Linked DNA regions of Danio rerio: region 2 is linked to region 1. A link is a contact called in public Hi-C data. All regions are on one chromosome and are shown on one strand. Each heading gives the region's core, a stretch centred on a gene start, on an enhancer-like site or on the middle of the called end of the contact. The rest is flanking DNA. Distances are from core to core; before and after follow the strand shown. Region 1 holds the start of cbx1a (chromobox homolog 1a (HP1 beta homolog Drosophila)). Region 2 holds the start of prr15la (proline rich 15 like a).

Region 1 (5,939 bases), core at 1,302-3,801:
CAAAGCAATTTTAAATAAGAAAGGCATCAATTTACTCATATTAATTTAAAGTTTCTGACAAAAATAAAAGTAGGGAAGGAGTGGGAAGCTGTTTTTTTTTTTTTATAAAAATGCTAAAAGTAAAGATAATTTTTCAGTTACCAGTTAATTGCAGTGATATAACAATATGTAGGAAACATAAAGTATAAGTTCTAGAAATTGATTTTTTGAGCTTTTCTGTGACCATGAGACAGCGTTGATTTATAGACCAGAGGTTTAGGATGGAGCGTATAAGAAAGAGTTGAAATAGCAGATTACAGAGCCTGTGGGTAATATGGAAACATCAAAGCTTCAAACTTGATGCAAACTTCAACCAGTTGCCAGTTCAAGGAGATAAACGGGTGTGATATGGGCTCTCAGAGCAGTTGCAGGGAGAACAAGAAGCTCTGTTTTTCCTAAATTGAGCTGCTGGTGGTAATGTTTATTCCATACTGAGATGTCTTTCAGGAGCTGTGCAGCTACTTTTGGATCATCTGGTTTAAAAGAAAATTTTGCATAACAGTAGGGGAGGAGAGAGGGGTCCCAGAAATTATCCCTGCCCCCCATTAGCTGGTTTTTTGAATACATCTCTCCTCAAGTCAACCCTGAAACATCTACTGGTGAGACTCAAACCAGCCAAGGGGAGTTATGTAATGCCCAAGAGAGTATACAGAAAAAACTGATAATTAACTGTATAAGAGGCAGCAGACATGTCCAGTAGAAGCAGAACTGATAAAACCTGCTTTGGCAATCTGCGGTGCTTCAGTGAATAATTCTGTCCCAGTGGAATGGCCACTTTTGATGTCTGATTGCTTAATGTTCAGCAGGTTATTGTGAAAGAAATGTTGAAGCCTGGTGGAAAACAACTCTTTCCACTGTTTTGGCTTTGAAAGGGAGCAGGGAGACTGAGAGAGGTCTGTAGCTGTCTACCATCGAAGTGTTTAGCATAGGTTTCTTAAGCAGTGGGGTAACTTGAGCCTGCACAGGGAAAATGTGTGTGAAAGTGCTGGAAACAGAGTTGGATTAATGTCTTGCAGAAGATGTGAGGGAGTCTGTCAAAACAGATAAGTCTGGATACTTGAGTGTAGAGAGATAAGTTATTCTCCCTATAAGCTATTCACCTTATTCTTTAGGTACGAGCAGGCGCAGCCATTTAAATCTTTTTGACTCGAGACTTCCCGTCTCATTCACTTTCATTGACTTTTAGACGTTAAAAACAGCTTGTTTTGCTCCTTGATGTTGCAAACTGTTATTTTATTTTTATAGTATTCTGCTTTGTCTGTATAGTCATGCTAACACTTGTTTGTAGAGCAAGTAGTTGGATTGTTTTCTGCCGTTTATTATTACTAGTCGTTTCTCCCATAGGCATCCAAATCAGAAGTTCTAAAACAATCACAAAAACGAGAGCACTTCCGCTTTGAAGAATAAGGTCAATATGGATCTTCTCTTAAAGCTTTTTAGGTTTTCCACTCTTGCTTTTCAGCACATATTGCCAAGGTCTTCTAATTTCAGCAAATTGTATTATACATACTGATGGCTTAAATCTCAGATTATTCAGTTTCTCAAATTATATATATAATTGTTACCTCTTTAGATAAAGTGTTCAAGTGTTGCATTACAAAGCATAAACCATGTAACTGACTTGTGATCGATTAAAAAAATTAAAATGATAATTTTTTAAACTTGCAGATAGCTAAAGATTTTAGTTAAGGTCTCTGAATGTGAATATATATATATATATATATATATATATATATATATATATATATATATATATATATATATATATATGCATTATGAGGGTAAATGGATTGAAGCATTTAAGTATTATATTGATACAGAATGCATTTGGGTTCTGAACAACAAGCCTATGGTTGTTTTTAAAATTGTATACGTCTATACAGGGGCAGATTTAGTGATTTTGGAGGCCTACGCAATTCCAGCCAAGCGGCCCAAGTTCTTACATGCACCTTTTGTACTTAATATTTTTTTAATTATTTTTTGCTGTTTTTTCTTATATCATTTGATATCCTTTTCTACATTTTATCTTCATGCTAAATAATAATAATAACATGTAACACACCTTGTAAAACTTTTGAAACGATTCGTGTATTAAGATGAATTCACAACTACACTGTAAAGAAATCTTGGTTGCCTTAAATTTTTAAACTGAAACAAATTAACCTTATGAGTCCACTGAACTTATATTATGCTAAATTGACTAAAAATGAGATCACCGTACAAAATATGATAGGAAACTATGTTATATATAATTTATAGTATAATTTATACTTCTAGGTATTATGGTGGGGCCCTCAGATTTCCTGGGGCTTAACTTTCTTTATGGGTTAAATTCACCCCTGTGTCTATGCTACTATTAGGTAAAGAACCATATAGGCCTATGTATAGGAATATGCTTTGTGGTGGTTACACAAAGTTTTCGTTTTTTTCGCAAAGAAACCTCCTCAAGAGTGTTCCATGCGATTTCATTTTTGTAGTACTCACGTAAACTACAGCACCCAGCATGCACCATTGTAGTACGTACCCATGCACGTTCGGTCGAATTGGCGGGTTGCTGGAGCCTTTCGTGTAGCGTTACCTTTTGTCTGCTCAACCAAGGAGGCTCGGTAAAATAAAAACAAACTCTACCCCCAGTCGACAGATTTTAAAGTTTGTCGAGATTTAAACCCGGTCTAGCTGCACTAAACCACCCATTTTGGCGTTTTTCGCCGTTAATTCAGTAATACACAGGTAAGTGGCGCTGCGTGCAGATTGTAAAAACAACTGCAGGACTGATTGTGTTTCAAGAAATGCGATTTTGTTACTAACAGGTGGATGTTTTGAGTGTTTTATGCAGTGTTGTTTTAAAATACAATTTTAGTCGTATTTTGATGAATGTTTATCATTTGTTTTAGTCGAATCCAGGTCAACATGGAGAAGTGAGCTACCATGCTTTTGCAACATTAGCCACAAGGCTAGTTAGTCGGTGTCGCGTATATTAGGAGTAACGTTATTTTTAGATTTATAAAGTTAGATTTGTTGTGCATTGGAGCGTTTTATGCATGTATTTTCAAGCCAGTAATAATGTCGTCGGTGTCATACCCTTTGGACCTAAATTGTGAGTGTTATAGAGTCAACCTCCTGGCTCGGATCCGTGCTAGACAGAAACGCCTTCCTCGTGCACGTGCGCCGTTCAGAAACTACTGTAACGTTATCTCGGAAACACACTTTTAAAAAGAAATCTATGTGGCGTTCACCGTAACATTACACATCATATTTGAATATTTTACCTCACCAACTCGTGTCAGCAGGAAAAAGGACTGGAAAATTCTAGTACCTTGTCTGCGCGTGCACGTCGATGGAGTTAAAGGGATAACTCCAAGCGTGAAAATTTACTCACTCGTGTATTTTTTTAAGTTTCTTTTTGGTTAAAGCACGTAACCTTTCACTTCCATAGTTGGAAAAACAAAAATAGTATTAACCTTAATGGTTACATGTTTCCTGCTTTTTTTCGAATTATCATCTTTTGTGTTCAACAAAGGAAAGTCAAACTGGTTAGGAACGAGTAAAGCGTGATTAAATTATAATTTTCAATTTTAAATAAATTATTCTTTTAAATTTCGCGGTCCTGACACTGTTTATGAGTTGAAATAAAGTAGTTATGTATATACGTTGCTGATGCTTAGCAGTAGTGTTTAAAATGAATGTAAAGTTAAAATATGAACCATGATGACTACATGGGTGTTTACTTTTACTCTGCAGGTCTTATGCAAAACAGACAGAGATGGAATTATTTAGATTGTTTTATTTAACAATCATAACATGGGAGCCTGTTGTTGTTTTAGGTCTATATTTCTCTGTCTATATGTACATGTATCTGTTGATTAATTAGGATTATCTGAAATCTCTAGAAAAATCTTAGAATGGCACATCCTAGACAGCATATTAGTGCAAAATATTGTTGATTATCATGTTTTATAATGTTTTTATTAGACTGTTATAGACGCTTATCACATTTTCGGGGTTTTTCAGAAGCAGAAATCGTCATAGCTGGGTAAACTTAGAATGTCGTAAATGAGAGAGTACAACAAATATTTTTTTACAAATCTATTTGCTGAAATAAAGAAAGAAAATGCCACAACGGTGTTATCAAGACTTTCAGAAAAAGAAATAAAATAGTGAGACTGATGACGGCAGCCAGAGGAGAAAATAAAGTCAAATTTACTGTGCCACTCCATAGACGTTGCATCAAAAACACATAAACAGTAATTCGTTTTTTGTAATCTGATGCAAAGATGATATGATACATTCATAAATGTTCAAACGCTTTTATAAGATAAATAAATGTTAAAAACTAATTAAAAAATGCAAAAGAAAATTTAAGATTGTGATGACCGTTAAATGCGTCTTGTGAAAAGGGTTCATTATGCTATATCTGTTTATGATTTATTTAGTCAGCAACTTAATGGTCTATTGCAGCTCACAAAAATGTTTTAATGACAGTTACTAGAAAAATGTGATTATTGGTCTCAAAAAAGAATTCAGTACAAAAGTTTTGTAAGATTTTTAAAATGCATTTTTAATATAGCTAGGATTCATTATTTTAACTGAATCAACTCAAAAGGGAGCAGTGTACCATGAAAAGCTGTGTTAGCTAGATCTACTGAACTGTTATCCACAGTGATACTGTGTAACTTTATTTCCTGCCTTGTGTTGTTTCCCTGATGTCACCTGAGCCCCCATCCCCTCTAATCCACACTTTTACTCTGTTCAGCACTGTTGACGTTGACAAGGAACCGGAAGGTTCCGCAGAGCCTCGATGAGCATGAGCCAACCTACAGAGACAGTTAGTGATGCTCCCAGCGTCACCGAAGGTGTCTCAACTTTCTCATTTACTGCTGTTGTCTATTCACATGTGTGGGGAGGGTTTTATTATTTCCAGCTGCTAAAATCACTTAAGTGTTTCTGTCTTAAAGCTGCTTTTATTGAATCACAGGGTTGTTGGTGACTGTTTTTATGACCGCGTTTTCATTTTCATTTACTTGTCAGTGACTAGTAGAGGTGCTTCTACTGAGGTTTATTAGGTCAATGGTATTAAAAATGGAGTATTCTGGGTGTGAGAGAACAGCTTATAGTTACTTTTTAGTTACCAATTAAATTGTATTAAAACAGGAGAAATGTGTCTAATAATTAGTCAATTTCAATCAAGGTTAGTAAATACTGCAGGTATATTGCAATTGTTAGTTCATGGCTAATGGGTCATAAATATTTGCATATACAGTAGATGCTGATTTTCAAATTTTAGTTGCCTTATGCTGATAAAATGCAGATATCAACGTTCAATAATAATAGGTTTGATTAGCATTCATGTTATGTGACTTTCAAACTGCTGTTCAAGTGTTCTAGATAATAGTTTAACTCATTAAATTATGTATAGTTTGTGTAATATACTTATTGATTAATAAGAAATGTTCCTAATTTGATTAGATTGACTTTTTTTTTTTACTTTTTCCTTCAAATAAATGCAGGCTTCAATTTGGTGATAAGATACAATCAAAATTTTTTGCTGACCCAAATCATTTAAACTTATGTATTTTCAACCTTAATGTGTAGTATGGATATTTGTACAAAACTGTGTACATTTATTCCTTAATTCTGTCAGAATATATTAGTCTGGAGTAAATGGTTGATTCCAATATCTTAAGGCATTTCATCTCAAAGCCTTAGGAAGTTGTGTAAAAAGCATAAAGTCCTCGTGGATCAAGTTTAAACCAGTATCTGCTGCGCTTGGAATGTGACACTAACCGTACGTTCACACCGAAAGCGGCGAGAGCGTCCAAGGTCGCTCTGGCCGCCCTGGCGACAACGCTGACTGCCTTCAGCTCCGGCGGCGAGAGCGTCAAAACTCGCTACATTGATCT
Region 2 (5,939 bases), core at 922-3,421, 130 kb after region 1:
ATATCATAGCAGAAATTAACAACTAGACCAGAAAACCTTTTTTTCCATTGTTCTGTTGCTTGATTCTGGTAAGCCGTTGTGAATTATTGCCTCAGTCTCTGGTTCTTAGCTGTCTTCTGCTCCATTAGCTGATCTGCTTCAAGATTCATCATGTTGTACATTAGACATCGACTGTAACAAGTGATTTGCGTCACTGTTGCCTTTATCAGCTTGAACCAGTCTGGCCAATCCAGTAGATAAGCAGTTTCCAAAATTTCAATAACCCTGTCAGTTTATGGTCCTTCTTTTCTATGCTGATGTCTTAACTGTTTCATTCTGCTTGACTAAATGCAATGAGTTGCTGCCATGTGATTGGCTAATTAGATATTTGCATTAACAAGCAGTTGAACAGGTATCTCTGTGGGGTTGCAGTGAGTGTAACATATATGTATGTATATATAGTGTTTTAATTTGAGTTTTAATATTTATTAGTAATTTCAGGTATACAGTAAAGGCTTTTCTCCTTAAAGCACTTTGGTTTTGTTTTGGTAATTTTGAAAGAGCTAAATAAATAATTTGAGTTGACATTCTATAAAAAAAAAGATTTGACAGAGTTTTTTGATCAGTTCAAATTTGTAATTTAATTGTGCCAATTGAAAGCAATATCTATGAATATCTGTACAGTATTTATATTTTTTGTATTTGAAATGAGTAAAGCAAAAGCGGGCTGGAGTAGTTTACGGAAAGTATTCAGACCCCCTTAAATTTTTCATTTTTTATTATATTGGAGCCATTTGCTAAAATTATTCATGGACAGCACTTGAGTTTAGTATATGAGTGTTACAGCAAGGGGTCTAAATATTTAAGACCATGTGATATCTCAGTTTTTTCTTTTTTAATTAATCTGCAAAAATATCAACAAGGCTTGTGTTTTTTGTCAATATGGGATGTACATTAATGAGGAAAAAAATTACTTAAATGGTTTTAGCAATTGGCTGCAATATAACAGAGTGAACAAATTAAGGGAGTCTGAATACTTTCCATACCCACTATAGATAGATAGATAGATAGATAGATAGATGGATAGGTAGATAGCAAATGTTTAATGTCAAGAGAAGTAAATAATTAGTTATTTTATATACTTACACATAAATGTCTATAACTTTATTATTATCTACAAATTGGAAAGTAATGCTAAAACAGATTAAGTAGATGTGCCTAAAAATGTGACAGGAAGTGTGCCCTAAAGTAATGGTTTACCAACATTTTTAAATGGCTGTTAATTTACTTACCTTCAGGCTATTAAGATGTAGATAACTATTTAAATTCAGTACAGCATTAAAGAAGAATTATAGCTAAAACCAACATCCTTGATGACTCATAAAATGCTAGTCAGCAGTTACTGACACAAGTGAAAAATGAAAATTACAAGCAAAGCTAAATTAATACCCTTAGCTTTAAACGATACATTGAGAACTTCTGAAGCAAAACAATGAGCCTGTGCGTGGAACTGGACATTATTTGCCTCTGGCTATTGACCATCAAAATGATTCTTGTGGTTCTCTTTGCAGCCTTGAAACTGCTGTATATTAGCAATATAATTTATGCTTTATTTCATTATGGAAGAGTTTTTAGAGGTTCCTAATGTTTGATATGCTTCATTATGTGACAGGAAACGGGCATTTGCTGAGGCTGTAGATTAAATGCAATAATGCAAGAAGTTTTTTTTTTCTTTTTGACCTCACTGATCATTACATTTAAGTCTTATATCTATTGTCTGGTTTTGTCTAATTATTTTGTTTACGAGGACCAATTTCTAAAATATTGGATGAACATCTGAAAAAAAAAATCCTCCATCTTGGATGACCCGATGGTGAGTAAATGACGTTTCAACATACATTTATTGCTATCTGTTTGTATATTTACATAAATTCACCTGCTCATAAAATCCGTTCACACAATCACTTCTGATTACACTCCCCAAAGCCCATTAACTTTTATATCCTCTTAAATATTAGCTAATGCAATATCAAAAGCTGATTCCGTCATGAATCTTCTACACCCAATCTTCTCAGCTATTGTCCTAAAGCTGTTTATTCAGGCAGCAGAGGGAGGAGTGTGTGTGGCTGCATGAAGGGAGGAGTCGCGCACCTGTGAATCTACACCTGCTTGCCAGAGAGAAGGACAGGACAGCCAAACCGGGGAAGAGGCAGGAGACCAGAGATACACCGAAACTAATTCAGATCCAAAGAATAAAGAGGGTCCTACAGGCCGATGACCTCACCTGCTGGCATCAACCAGATTGAGAACTGAACTGAAGGATAGTGAACCCTCAAAGGCAGATAACAAACAACTGTCACAACGGACGTACCTTTACCTGTACAGGTGAGAGAGACTTATAACTAGATATGACCTGTCTGGAAAATTCTGTGGAATGACATCCAGTTGCAGTTAGTTAATTTATAATTATACTGATTAAAGTGTACAGATAAAAGTCTTCTAAAAGGAATAAAAATGATAAAGTGGGAATGCTTTTTAATGGGAATAAAAAGTTCTACCCTAAAAATAATTGATTAGAAGGAAATAGTTTTGAAGTTCTGGAACAAAAAAGGTATACTGATAGCTGTGAATTTTAATGACCTTTGAACAGAAGACACATTTGATTACACATTTATAGCAAACAGTGAACCTTTATCACTGACTAGCGAGCCGGTGTGTGTGTGTGTGTGTGTGTGTGTGTGTGTGTGTGTGTGTGTGTGTGTGTGTGGGGAGAGGGTATCATTGCAATCAAGTGAACACTTTGAAATGCAAAACATTTCTTTCAGTTGTGTCAACAGTACAAGTTCAGCATGCTCGATGAACACCTTTGTAATGATGTTGAATTTACTTAACCATCTTGACAAAAACATTTGGGAGGCATCCTTATTTGACCATTTGTTGCTTTGAATTTAAATTAAATATATTCTAGCATTGATAATAAAAGAAATTGATTTAAAATGAGCATTTTTCCAAAGAATAGTGGTATATTCATAAAGTAAAATAAATGATTCCATTATTGAGGACGTTTAAGTGAAGGAAGTAAAATTGTTACGAATTTACATGCAAACGCAGTAGAGGTTAGTGAGTGTAATGCCTTCTTGATTTGTTTACCATGTGCTTGAATATTTGTATTCAAACACAAATATTCCATTCTCCCCACTGGAAAGGAAAATTAAAACCTTTTTTGTTTAGTTTCTCCTGGACTATTAAATTCCAGTTATCACATGTCTAATTTGAAAAGAGAACTCTGCTCAGATTAGTCTCAAAGGCCAGAGATCTCGCTAGCTCAAACATTTCTAATTTTGTTTGTCAAAATGAATGTAAAATAATTTAATCACATTCATTTAATAGCTTTACACTTACTTTATGTCAGGGGTGGATGTTTGATGTTTAATCAACATTTGAAACCACTTTAATATTTATTTGATATTTTCAAATCGTCTACTTCACTGAAGTACTAAGCAATGTATTTTTTTCTTTGTAGTTTACCCTGAGTCCAATTTTCTTTTTCAGTCTAAAAATGATGGGTTGTATTAACTCAGCATTGGGTCAAATATAGATGAAGCCAACGTTTGGGCTAATTTCAAAATGCATTGAAAGTTTTCACATAAAGGTTTTGGGTTTGTCATATCTTACCCAATGTTGGGTTAATATATTTTGCGTGTACTTATTTCCCAAAAGAGTTTTCAGCAATGCCATAAGCAGAACCATTCCCCTCAAACCCCTAAAGAAATTTCATGAGAAAAATTAAAAATATGTAAGTTCTATTCTGGAATCATTGGTTCCTTAAAGAACATGTACCATTCCTTTAATGGTTATTCAATGGCATGAGTGCAAAATCCCAGGGTGTAGTTATTTAAGAACCCACTTTGGTGGACACATTTTATATAGAATTCAGTACTTAAATAACTTGTTTAGTTTTTTACAAATAAATCATCTAAAACAGATTCCTGTTTAAAGGATCTTAAAACATTCAATGTTCTTCAAATAAATAACCTCGATTTTTAATGTATTCTGTTTACAACTTAATAAGAAAGATAGATGTATAATTGTCACAAAAATCTATGTAAGAAAAACCTATAATAGTCTGTAAATTAAACGCATGCACTTTTTGTGCCTACAGAATGGGCTAAATACAAGTAAATGTTTTCTTAAAACTATTTTGTACACCACAGTTCTTATCACTTGGCTACTTTTACGCAGTATGTACCTAAAGTCCCTCAGAGAGCAACTGTTCCCGAAGTGAAGCTCTCCAAGGGCCTTTAGTTAACACCTGATGTTTTTTTTCCAACCACCGACAGGAATAATTAATTCATCGAGAAATCTGCCGAGATTAATATTTCTCATGAGAGCTTTTTGTTGAAATGCACTTTGTACTAAATGTACTTTGTGTTCTTTTTATTGTGATACAGAGAAGTTGTGATTTCTAGAGAAACTACATTGCCTGTACTTTGCGTGACAAGACAAATCAGACATTTTGTTTAGTGACACAATCAGGTTTTTTTTTTCAAAATAATCATAGTTAATCTGATTTTTTTTTTTATAATGAGCAGAATGTTCCTGCTGACCATTTACATGTTCCCGGAAAGAACCAGCCTTTCCTCATGATCAATGATTTCCCTGAGCCTTATCATATTTTTATCTTCATATGAAAACTACACACACAACAGCATTGCGTTTGTCAGCAAGACCATGTGGTTTGCCATGATGCTTTCCTTTGCATGCAAAGTGCTTCCTTATCTCAGTTCTGACTATTCTTCCCATGGCACAAACTGATGTTATATTAGTCCATTTGAGTGCCGTAATATTACAGCTTTATATCTCAAAATCTATGAACTGCACTTTAAATGTGATCAAATGCTAAATAATCTGCAAAAACAGTCAAAAATCAAACTGGTTTCATTGCCATCACCCTTTTAACCGCCTTGCCAAATACTTTTACAATATGCATACTTGTAACTTTTCAAATATAGAGGCAATACAACAAGGTTTATTATTAAAACCATCTGGATTAAAGGTCTTCTTTTTAAAAGGTTTAAAGCGGTGAAAAAACAAAGCTGTGAAAGGGAGCTGGCCGGCACCACCTGATCTCTGTTTGCTCTCGTAAACATAAAAGCAAGAGCAAGAGTCAAAGCCATGAGAGAGCGAACAGAAATTAGCATACTGTATGAAAATGACCACTTTGTTGCTAAGCAACAGAGCCAAGCCTTTCCTGTAAATGGATCGTGCCACACGCTACAGCAGTTTAGTGTGAATTTGAGTGTGCGACTTTATTTTCACTTTTCACAAAAGGCCGCCTCAGTTTCGAGAGAGATACAATCAAGGACAGAAAAGCAATAAAAATGTTCCAGGGTATCACATTCTAGTTCTGAGTATTTGTGTATTGTTGTCTTTGTGTGAATAAGCATGTGGCAAACCTCACAATACCAGAGGAAGTTTCATCTGGACAGTGTTTCGCTGTGTATGTCAAAGGCGTGCTTGCTTTATTGTAATGGTTTACTTCAAAGAAGCCATTGTAGCTTGTGGATGAACCGTGCACGCTCTCTGGACTGTGAACTCTTAACATAAAAATGGACTGCCTAAAATCACATAAATGAGTGAGTCATGTAAAGTCCATTTGCTGTGAGCAAAGCTTCAACACCAACAAAAACAATCCATTTGTCCCGATAAGTAAAGTCTAAGATTTACAAAGCATTTGTACCAGTGAAAATTATGTAAAAAACATTTGACGGTAAAACATTAGTGATGGGCACAGGGAATTTTGTGTGCATTTGTAGAAATTTCCTATTTAGAAACAACAGGATATACTCATGCCACATAATTTTCTAGGTTTTGAGGTAATTTGAGTTTACTGGTATTCATTTCATTATTTTACATCTCAAAATAGAAAGTTGTAACTCATTCCCTGCCTGTGTTAATGG

Evidence for each region. A called contact is a pair of places that touch in the nucleus more often than the background predicts.
Region 2: a contact with region 1 is called in a Hi-C map of hematopoietic stem cells, with 2.8 times the contacts expected there. The contact joins the promoter of prr15la here to the promoter of cbx1a in region 1. A contact is called at or near these places in 5 of 18 Hi-C or Micro-C datasets (caudal fin, embryo, hematopoietic stem cells and 1 more) and 1 of 4 datasets of contacts at active chromatin or transcription factors (embryo).

Annotation. Positions count from the first base shown.
Region 1 is chr3:22,799,008-22,804,946 of GRCz12tu, forward strand. It overlaps cbx1a (chromobox homolog 1a (HP1 beta homolog Drosophila)), which reads left to right and starts at 2,552. Exons shown (of 6, transcript NM_199746.2): 1 at 2,552-2,769; 2 at 4,793-4,892. The coding sequence starts at 4,838.
Region 2 is chr3:22,929,389-22,935,327 of GRCz12tu, forward strand. It overlaps prr15la (proline rich 15 like a), which reads left to right and starts at 2,172. Exons shown (of 2, transcript NM_001003478.1): 1 at 2,172-2,364.